Linked DNA regions of Danio rerio: region 2 is linked to region 1. A link is a contact called in public Hi-C data. All regions are on one chromosome and are shown on one strand. Each heading gives the region's core, a stretch centred on a gene start, on an enhancer-like site or on the middle of the called end of the contact. The rest is flanking DNA. Distances are from core to core; before and after follow the strand shown. Region 1 holds the start of nkpd1 (NTPase, KAP family P-loop domain containing 1). Region 2 overlaps thsd7bb (thrombospondin, type I, domain containing 7Bb).

Region 1 (5,444 bases), core at 1,803-4,302:
AGAGATTAGGAATTCGAGGTTGAGAATTGCATTTTGATTATAGTTTGATGTTTGTTAATCACTGTATGATTCCAACACTTTCAGCGTTATTTGGTTCTAAGTCTACAATTGCATTTGCTTGTGTATTGTGTTTCCTGCTGCATGATGCAATAGAGCAGCAGGGAACATAATGCAACAGAATATGCCGTGTTTCTGTGATGGAACATTTTTATGTATTTTTACTTAAAAGAACATCTGTCATGGTTGTCCTGGATACAAACAGAACTGAAAAAATAACATTGCACGGCATAAACTAAACATGTTTTATAACTTAAAAAAAACAAGCATTATTCTTTGTTTTTCCTTCGGCTTAGTTTCTTATTTATCAATGGTTGCCACAGCAGAATGAACCTCTAATTATTCCATCATGTTTTACAAAGCGAAGGCCTTTCCAGCTGCAACCTAATACTGGGAAACATCCATGCACTCGCACATTCACACACACTTATACACTACGACCAATTTAGTTTATCCCATTCACCTGTAGCGCATGTCTTTGGACTGTGGGGAAACTGGAGCACCCTGAGGAAACCCACGCGTACAGGAGGACAACATGCAAACTTCACACAGAAATGTCAACTGGCCCAGCTGGGAGTTGAACAAGCAACTTTCATGCTGTGAGGCGATAGTGCTTACCACTGAGCATGCCACCCAAACAGCATAATATAAAGACATTGTAAGGTCTGTCAGCTCTAGGGTTCTGGGGTACAGCATTTAAGTCAAAACACTGCATGCAAAATAATGGATGAGTTAAGATAATATTTAGCCAGTTAATGGAGTAGTAAATGCTGGATTATGGTTAAAAAGTGATGTAAATATTGCTGTTGACTTTTCCCTATTTAAAATTTTAATTAGTTTATTGGAGGTGTTTTGTATGCATTTCAAAATCATTGCATTTAATGTATATTATCAATAATAATAATAAAAAATAAATAAAATAAAATTCATTAATTTTCCTTCAGCTTAGTCTCTTTTTTATCAGGGTTTGCCACAGCAGAATAAACCGCCAACTAGGCATAGGCTGATATAAGATTCTGATGGTATGTTGGATAACCTTGGATAAAAATTTCATGGTTTCACGATATTGTGATTAGTGATTACTGCTCTAAATAATATTATTTCAAATGTCTGGGTAGAAAACAAAAACTTTTTTCCTCTTTTGAACACAATAAAAGAAACAAGAAACATTTAAAATATTTTGGAGCAGTAAACATGTCAGGATAATTAATTTTTAAATTCTGCTGTTTTCGTTTGTTTCACAACATATTTTTTTCACAATTTAAAATGGCATCTTTAGATATCTTGTCTGCTAAAGATACTGCTGTCCTAAAAAAACAAACAAAAAAAACACGAAATAAAAAAATCCTACACATACCTTCGGAACGGTATTGCAGAAATTGTTGATGGTTTTAAAAACTTGACTTTTCTAAACCGTGGTATATCTTGAAAACGGTTATCATCACATGCCTGTCGCCAACTACTCTGGTGTATGTTTTATGCAGCGGATGCACTTCAAACTGCAACCCAGTACTGGAAAACACCCATACACTCGCATATACTACAGACAATTTGCTTAATTTAATTTGCCAAAAGCGCATGTTTTTGGATTGTGGGGGAAACTGGAGCCATGGGAAACTTTTAACTTTCTTGCTGTGAGGCGACAGTGACAACCTGTTCCACTGTGCCGCCATCACAAAATCAGGGTTTTATCTGTAGCAGGGGTGTCCAAACTCGATCTTGAAGGGCCGATGTCCTGCATAGTTTAGCTCAAACTTCCTTCAACATATCTCATTGTAAGTTTCTAGTATACCTAGAAAAAGGAAGTGTTTTTAATTGGGTTGGAACTAAAATATGATTTAAATAAAGTTATAATTATATTTATTTAGCTTATTATTTTTCAAACCCACAATTTCAGATAATGCTATCAGAATAAAACTGGTCCCTCATTTATCCCAGAACAAATCTTATTATTATATAGTTTAGCATTTTATTACTTAAACGACTCATACAATTTTCGTAGGTGGTTTTCTGAGATTTTTTGCAAAAAAAAAAAAAAAAAAAAAAACATCTGCCAATCTATTCTAATAAATGTTTAAAACAGCAAATTTTGATTAATATATACTTACGGTCTGATCTCACAAGGAAACATAAGTATTTTTACATTTTGCAAATTTAGTGGCTAAATCGTCATTCGTAGGAAAATGTAATTTTAAAAAGGTGTGCTACTACAACAACCTCTATCACTACTACTACTGATACTACTTCAATAACTACTGCTAGTACAACATCTACATCAACAACTTCTAATAATTTTGATACTACTACACCAACAATGTCTACTGCTACTGCCGATATATTAAAACTACTATTTCAACTATTTCAACAACCAAAACTACTACTACAATTAGAAGCAGACATTGTAGTAGTAGTAATATTAGTAGTGGTAGTCATTGTTGTAGTATCAGTAGTAGCACTCTGACCTGTCCATCTAATTAACTTTACATGCACACACACACACACATACATGCAAACACACGCACCTGCTAGTACCTGGTTGTTGTTTGTGTTTTTTCTCATCTGTTTTTGTTGTTGTGTGTTCCTTTTGCATATTCTAAAAAGAAAAAAAAAAAAAAGAAGAAGAAGAAGAAGGTGTGGCACTCAACCCCACCTAAGCTAATCGTACTACTGTAAATTGTACTAATGAGATACAAATTCATACAAATTAGCCACTTAATCAAAAAGTTACAAGTTGTCATGAGATTGTATTGATATTTAGCATACATGCAACAGTTCCATCATTTGCTTCCAAAATCTTAATTTTTGAGTCCTGCAATACAAAAATACATTCATCAATAACATTGTACCAGTTCAAATTAAGTAGAATTATTAATGTGGATGCTCCTTTTACGTTATATTTACAAGCTGTTCAAAGTTCAACAGAAATTAAACAACAGTGGCATTTTATCTTTAAATATTTAATCAAGTTAATGAGTCAGGTGTCATGACTCAATCACTAATAAATGCAGCAATCAGCATCTAAATATCAGCTATTTTATTAATAAGTTATAAAGTATATTGGAGTTGCCATTGCATACAGAATCCACTTTAAGATCTTTCTCAAAGTTCACTCATAACTGGCCTAAAGTTCAGTCCACCTCAGTTAATGTTTACACACTCTTCCACTTTCTTTCTGCTCAGCCGCATCTGCTAAACCAAAGGCATTTTTCTTCTTTGTCTACATGAAATATATCTGGAAACGAAGAATGGATATTAGTTCACGAGCAATTTTGCTGTAAACAGTGCCTAGAGGATTGCTAGCTAATTCTACTCTGAAAAAAGGTGAGGCATTCTTTTCCTCATTATCATATTTTTCATTGTAGTAAGGATTCAAGGAGATTTGCATGGTGGCTTCATTTCACAACTGCAACACAAACTGTTAAAGAAGTATATTTTATGTACATTCCAATTTAATACATTGCAGTCAGCATGCAGATTGGTATGCATTTGCCATATTCTCTGGTATGCTTTTCATTCCTGGCTAAATTGACATTGCATGACTTGCTGAATTTGATGAAATAAACGCAATGCTTTACAGTATTTGTTTTATTTATTAGAGCTAATAAAGAGAACATTGAATTATTGTTCAAGTATATCAACAGGTTTTGGGAAAATGGCAATGTAACTGCTTACTATTGTGGTTTCATTTTCAGGAAGGCTGGCGATGTAACTCAGTTTTGTGATTTATAAAGACTGATAAATACAGAACCGATGGCAATCGAAAAGGGTATGGTACATACATACTACAAAAAATAATTGTAAGCTCAAAATCCAAGTAAATTTGGGGATGTTTCAATTAAAGAACTGTAAAGACAAAGCAATGAATGAGGATAAAATTAAGAATCAATAGTTACAACATATGCCTGAAATACTAACTAAATGTTTCACATTTACTGTATTATCTGAGAATCCTTCACCTATTATTTACATTTAATACATTATTCTTCCCCTCAGTGAAACTAGGACTTTGCCCTTTCAGATAAACCTATGAAAAATGGTCTACTGCACATTTATTGCTCTGCATTTCAAATGTTGGTCTTATCTACATTTGTTACCCATTTCACCCACGTGTCAACATCATTGTGTTACTCATGATTGAAAACAAATAGACTTCACCCTCAAAACAAATACTGTACGGGCAAGGTTAGAAGTAGGTGTAGTGGTAAAGGTATAAATCATTGTACTTTAGCAACAATAACACAAATGTGCATGAAACATACAGTACCTGGCAACTTTATTTACTTTTTTTTTTATCATAGTGACGGATATTCCCTCTGATAATGTATATGCTTATGCATTATCAAAAACCCTCACCAAAGTCTCTTCTCCGGTGACGGTGGGTTTGTATTCAGAATGTCACAACAGGATCAACATGGTGCTCAAGAACATTGAGGGTAAGAGTACACTGTTTGAAAAACATACACATATATTATGTGTTCATATTATGCAAAGTGTAATAAGTCTCAGGTGTCACAGATCATCCAGGCCCAATCTCACAAGAAAACATAACTAATCTATGTACGAATAATTGTATAAATATGTATAAATTCATATTACTTGATATTTGGGAAAACGTCTGGGTGGTGTGGGTTTCCTCCAGGTGCTCTGGTTTCTTCCCACAGTCCAAAGACAAGCAGTACAGGTCAATTGAATAAACTGCATTATCTGTAGTGTATGTGAATAAGTTTGTATGGGGTTTCCCAATACTGGGTTGCAGCTGGAAGGGCATCCGGTGCTTAAATCATGTCACACTGTAAGATCTTAGCTGTCATAAAGTCAGACTGAACGCCAAGATGCGCCAAACACAACAGAAAACACCCTCAGGGTTTGACCACCTGGGACATTTTCACGAAACCATGTTCTGAAATGGTTCCTCAGAGAAAACATAAACAATCTGTAGCGGCAACTTTGCACACGGCGTGTCTCAATAATTGAGCCAGGAAGAAAAAAATGGTTTTGACATTTCCCTGCGATCGTTTTAATTATTGCATGGCTTGCGTCATCAAATTTAGAGCTATTGGTTCTTAGGTTGACACTCATCGCAGCTGTTATCACACTACAGGAAAGTGTCTGAAGTCTTCTGACATTACCATAACTTCATCGGAGGAAAGATCTGATCGCAACAAGCAGTAGTTTGTAAACATGTCAAACCAACGGTCAAAGATTATTGATTTAGCCTAGGATTTCAGGAATATTTTAGGATTTCCTAAATTTGTCTCAGATGATAAAATTTGTGGCTAATATCTTACAGTATGAGCTGGGATACGTCAAAGGAGAAAGAAAGAAAGAAAGAAAGAAAGAAAGAAAGAAAGAAAGAAAGAAAGAAAGAAAGAAAGAAAGAAAGAAAG
Region 2 (5,444 bases), core at 1,097-3,596, 310 kb after region 1:
CACCCAACCCTACTTTCCCTCCTTTCAAACGGGCGTCACGGAGGCCAGCGATTAGCGCTGTTGCCTCACAGCAAGAATGCCCCTGGTTTAATTCCTTTCCAAACCAGACGGCATTTCTGTGCGGAGTTTGCTCGTTCTCCCCGTGGTCGCGTGGGTTTTCCCCGGGTCCTCCGGTTTCCTCCCACTGTTCAAAAACAAGCACTCTAAACAATTAATCCAAATACATTAGCTAAACTCTGATTACACCTTTTTAGCATACATATCCGACACTTAGCTACAACAAGCAAGAAGGGGACTCATCAAGATCTACCTGAGCTCAATCTCCCCTCTCGCCTTGCAACGGGAGGGAGCCCAGGGCTCGAGGATCTTATAAGCTCAGGGCCAAACTAGCTTTACTATCAATTATCAGCTAAGTGTGAACTCTTGAAATACAAAGATGCCTTTCACCTCTTACCTGATGTCTTTAACAATACATTTTCTAGGTGTTTGTAAAATGGAAGTCGACATCTTCTCTATCCACCTAACTCTGAGAAAAGAGTGAGCTTGAGGAGATATAGCTTAATTTTTTCGGTAAAGGGCTGGGCCAAGAAGTAACAAACAAATCAATCAAAATAAAGATGTCCAAAATCACAGTTCTCAAAATGGGCAAAAGTAATACAAAATAATTTTACCCAAATGAAAGTTAAGCAAAAACAACGAAAATCATAATCATGTCAGCAAAACACACAAAAATTGAGATCAAAGGACAAAGCGATCTCCTCCGCTTTTCCTGGCGTCCTTTTTATATGCCCGTGCCACATCGCCCAATGATGATGGATCGATCTCCTGACCAATCAGCTGTCATGAAGACGGACCATCAGAAATGACCGGCACAGAAAGAGCGATAGAGAGAGAACGGGAGGCAAAATACAACCTATATACGGCCACAACCGTAACGCAAACTAACTCTCATTAGATTATAAGTAGACTGTTAGGTTTGGGTTAGTGTAAGTTGACATGTACTTGCAAAGTTTCTTATAGTCAGTTAAATGTCTGTTGAAGGAGCAGTATTAACAGATAGTAAGCAGACAGTCTACTAATACTCAAATAAACCATCAGAATAAAGTGTTACCAAAAAAAAAAAAAAACTGTTAGTCATCATTCTAGTTTATGTGCATAAGTATATTTGTAGCTTGATAATATTCCAATAGAGCCAATGAAGACATCTTGGTCTGTTTTGAAGATGTTTTGCAGTCTATTTCAACTAAAATTTCATAATGTATGCTCCTATTCGGAGGTTTGAACAAGAAGAGGGTGATTAATTAATAACAGAATTTACAATTTTGGCTTAAATGACACCTATTTTACCCCTCTTTTCAAGATTTAAGATGTCAAAATGTGTCAATGTGTCTGTAAAAGTTAAAACACCCATCAGATTATTTATTATACCTTTCAGATGTTATTTTCAGCTCTGAGAATCTTGTAGCTGTTTTTGTCGCCTGTGCCTTTAATGCTGGTTCTCCCCGGTCACCGTTCCCATATCTGTCAGAGTGGGTCGTCTTGTGCTGCGACAGATAAACAGCAGAGAGACAGACATGAAGGAAGCAGATTAAACGTAATGTGTGTGAGAACAGTAAGAACATTCCCAATGATTATTTGATGTATTTGATGTGTCGCGGACGCAACCCTCACTGTTTTGTTGCCGTAGGCGGCTGCCTAGGTTGCTCCTATGGACACTTCGGCCCTGCATGCAGCTGTGGTGATGGTAAAATTGCTGTAATTGATTATAAACATGTTTGAATAATTTTTTAAACTTCTAAAATTGAATCTTGATTACATTTGATGATAGAGTTGCTTTGCGTGTCCTGTCTTGTTGATTTGATTATTCGTGTTACTATGAAGAAATGTTAATACGCTGCTGTCAATCCATTCGGTGGGCTGGGAAATTGCATTCCTACATCAAGTTGCGGTAGGCCTCAAAACAGAAGGGATTTGAATCCTATTGTAATGTTAGGAAATAAAAAAAAGACTTGTCTTTATATCACTCCAATATGACTGTGGACAGACTATACCTACACACAGTTCTGTCCAAACAGCTTAAAGATGATTTTCATCATGAATGGCCTTAAAGTAACCCACTAATAGGAGGGGACATATAATGACCCACAAAAAGCTTGCATAAAAGACACACGTTGACAACAATCAGTTATTAATATTTAACTGGTTCTTCCTTGTATTTGATAAGCAGTCATCCCGTGGGCATATAAAAGTACAATTAGCAATTAAAAACCTACCGGTTGAATATGCGTAGGATCGAGTCTAGGGAGGTCACAGCCCTGACATGACGTCACGCTTTGTTAAAGGATTTCTCTGAGGACTGTAGTCAAATCCACCCTCTTCAGCTGCTCTTTGAGAACTTTCTGAATGCGTCTTATTGTTCTCTGTCATTTCCTTCGCTAGTTTCATTTTGAAAAGACTCCACACAGAGGAAGAGCAGCTCGCGAGGAAATGACGAATTGCCGCGGCCCCCGAGAGCACAGAAATTAGCGGCGCTGAATGTAAATTACCGCCATTGTAAATGATGACAGAGGCGAGGCGACACCCAGATAATATTTTTCTACTGTTCTCACTTCAGCTATTGAGACGGAATAATGGAATCAGAGGTATTGTTTCGCTGGTGCTTAGAAGCACAGCTTTGGTCTGTTCATCAGCTCATTGATATTGAGAACTTGTTTATTTAATCCACCTCAGAGGAGTGTGTACTTCTCTTTTCTTTTTCAACTCTTTTGAATGAAACAATTAGGCATATCCACGTTGCTGCTCAAATTTATTCTGAGGAAAACTAGTGAATTGAAAACGTTTTAGTTGGATGCATGGTCTCTCCTGCAATGAAAAGCAGTTTTCATTGACGTTCAGCTGTGAAATTCTGTCCTATGCAACAGCGCCACCTGGTGACATATTTTATATTTTACATATTGAAGCGTCGTTTTGTTTTCCCTTTCGTAAAATGTCTTTCAAAAAAAAAAAACATTATGATAATGTATCAGACAGATTTCCTATGACATTTTGGTTTGCATTCTGACTTTTTCCAGGTATTATAGTTTGCACTGGGCGGATTTAGTGATTTGGGGGCCCTAAGCAATTCCAATTCCATGGGGCTCGTAAGTTCTAAGATGCACCATTTGTACTTACATTTTTATTGATTAATTTAGCTGTTTTTATTCTTGTATCACTCCTTTTCAACATTTTATCTAAATCCAAATTAATAACAACAACATGTAAAGCATCTTGTAAAACCTTTTATATGATTTGTTTTCTTAAAATGGATTCCCAACTAAAAATTACAGACTATTTTGTTTTTATAAATAAATCTACCTAATTTGACTGCTGGTCTACTTCGTGATTGAGGGTGGGGGACACATTTGCGATGTAATAAACATTAAACTTGTTTTTTTTAGACCCTCATAATACAAAACATGATAGAAAATGATGTTATATTTAATTTATACTTATAGGTATATTTATTTGGGGGCTCTCAGATTTCCTGGGGCCATAAAGCGGCCACTTATCATGCTTATTGTTTAAATCCGCCCCTGACTGTACATATCTAAGCCTTTTATGATTAATTAGAAGGGATACAGCTGTTGATAGGGGAAAGTGGGGACGGTTGCAACAAGAGGCAGTTGCAACAATACTTATTCCTCTATTCAGGAATGTGCTAGTGATGATATTCATACTACATATTCTCAGTTAGACCCTCCTTCAATCTGAGAGAAATCAGCCATAACCATTCCTTCAGTTTAAAGTATTGCTCATACTGTCTAATTGTTTTTTGTGAAAAATTACTCATTCATATAATTTAAATCACTGTTTTCTTAGCTTTAAGTATGTATAGGTATCAAGTATTAAATCTATTGTATCTCTCTAGCATAGGCAGTTTAATCAGGGTTGGTAGAGTTGAAACAGTAGCAACATGCTGTCTCATTCATTTAAAAGCTTGCCATATTGACAAAGTACAATTTTAATTTTATCACAGTTTCAATGTAATCTAATTTGAAAAATTTAATTATTTGATTAATTCACAAGTCCAAAGTAGTTTAATAAAGGTTTATATTTTCAGTTTTTTAGAGCTCATAATTGGTTTTTGCTTGTTTTTTTTTTAATAGTCTGTATTTATATGGCCAATTTAACACATTTAACAATTTAACCAAATTACATTTTAGTCTTTACTTTTTTTTTTTTAATCCAACCTGATGTTTCAGAAGTTACAGATTTAAATAAAAATTTTATGTTTATTATTACATTTTAATGAATGTTACAGGCATCTCCCTACTTGAGGTCAGTTGCAAAGTTTTACTTTGTCTGTTCAAGTTTAAATTCTGCATATATTTACATATGCACACGTTTCATAGTGATGTGGGTGGTTGTCCAATAGATGTGAAAATATTACATTTAAATTTTGGATTTCCACAAAAAACTGTCTCTGAGAAACTGAAGGAAATGCAAAAATTGTTGCAACTGTCCCCATTCTACCCTACTCGACAATAAATATTTTTACATTATTGCTGGTTGGGTTTAGCCAGGGTTGGAATTGATTGTGATAAAATACACTTTATAGGTGATTTAATAAATAATATTAATGTATCTCATTAACCTTCGGCTGCAGTTGTTTCCTTTTATCAATAACTGCTTTTTACCTAATTTGAATGTCAAAAAACTTAGTAGCAATTTAAAATAAATATATTTATATAAGATTCTTAGCGGAGAACAAAGTAAAAAAAAAATGACCACTTTGGTTGGAAAAAAATTTAAATTGTTATAATAAACTTTAAAAAAATGAATAAATTTAACACGAAAATAAGGGCTCTATTTTAACGATCTAGGTGCAAAGTCTAAAGTGCATGGTGCAAAAGCATCAAGGCATGTCCAAATCCACTTTTGCTATTTTAAGGATGAAAAATACGCACTGTGCCCTGGCGCATGGTCTAACAAGGTAGTGCTTATTCTTTTAAAGAGTTTTGGATGTGTTTTGAGCATAACGTGCATTAAAACAATCGGAGTCTCATCTCCTATTCCCTTTAAGAGACAGTTGTGTCGCATCATGGCGCATTTGCTATTTACATGATGGACTTTGTAAGTGGAAAAACTGAACGCTTCACTAGTGAGAACAGTTAAACAGACTATCTGCAGCGTAAGGATACTTTACTTTTACTCTTTACTTTCGTGGAGTTAACGGTGGAAACTTATTCCACTGAGGACATTCATTAGCCTACATATTTAATTTCATTTAAGTGCAAAGATTTGTTTCAAAACCATTTACAAATTCAGTTCTAATTCTGGGAAACAAATAAATGAACAATAATAACAAAGTGTGGTCAAACAACTGAGCTCTATCCAAACACACATGCTATTCTTATGCCCCATATGGTGTTGCATACATCTCTAAACCCGACAGGTGGACAAAT

Evidence for each region. Hi-C and Micro-C count contacts between places; a contact is called where the count stands out from the background.
Region 2: a contact with region 1 is called in a Hi-C map of fibroblasts, with 4 times the contacts expected there. The contact joins the enhancer-like site here to the promoter of nkpd1 in region 1. A contact is called at or near these places in 4 of 18 Hi-C or Micro-C datasets (embryo, fibroblasts and hematopoietic stem cells) and 1 of 4 datasets of contacts at active chromatin or transcription factors (caudal fin).

The regions. Positions count from the first base shown.
Region 1 is chr11:35,568,324-35,573,767 of GRCz12tu, forward strand. nkpd1 (NTPase, KAP family P-loop domain containing 1) reads left to right here and starts at 3,053. Exons shown (of 5, transcript XM_009306163.5): 1 at 3,053-3,378; 2 at 3,750-3,823; 3 at 4,356-4,490. The coding sequence starts at 3,808.
Region 2 is chr11:35,881,410-35,886,853 of GRCz12tu, forward strand. The region is part of intron 2 of thsd7bb (thrombospondin, type I, domain containing 7Bb); the gene reads left to right. Among named protein-coding and RNA genes, the nearest start is that of lims1, 23 kb to the right of the region's middle. Within about 2 kb of position 2,347, at least 18 of the 62 cell types and tissues checked have an H3K27ac peak or open chromatin away from gene starts, as enhancers often do.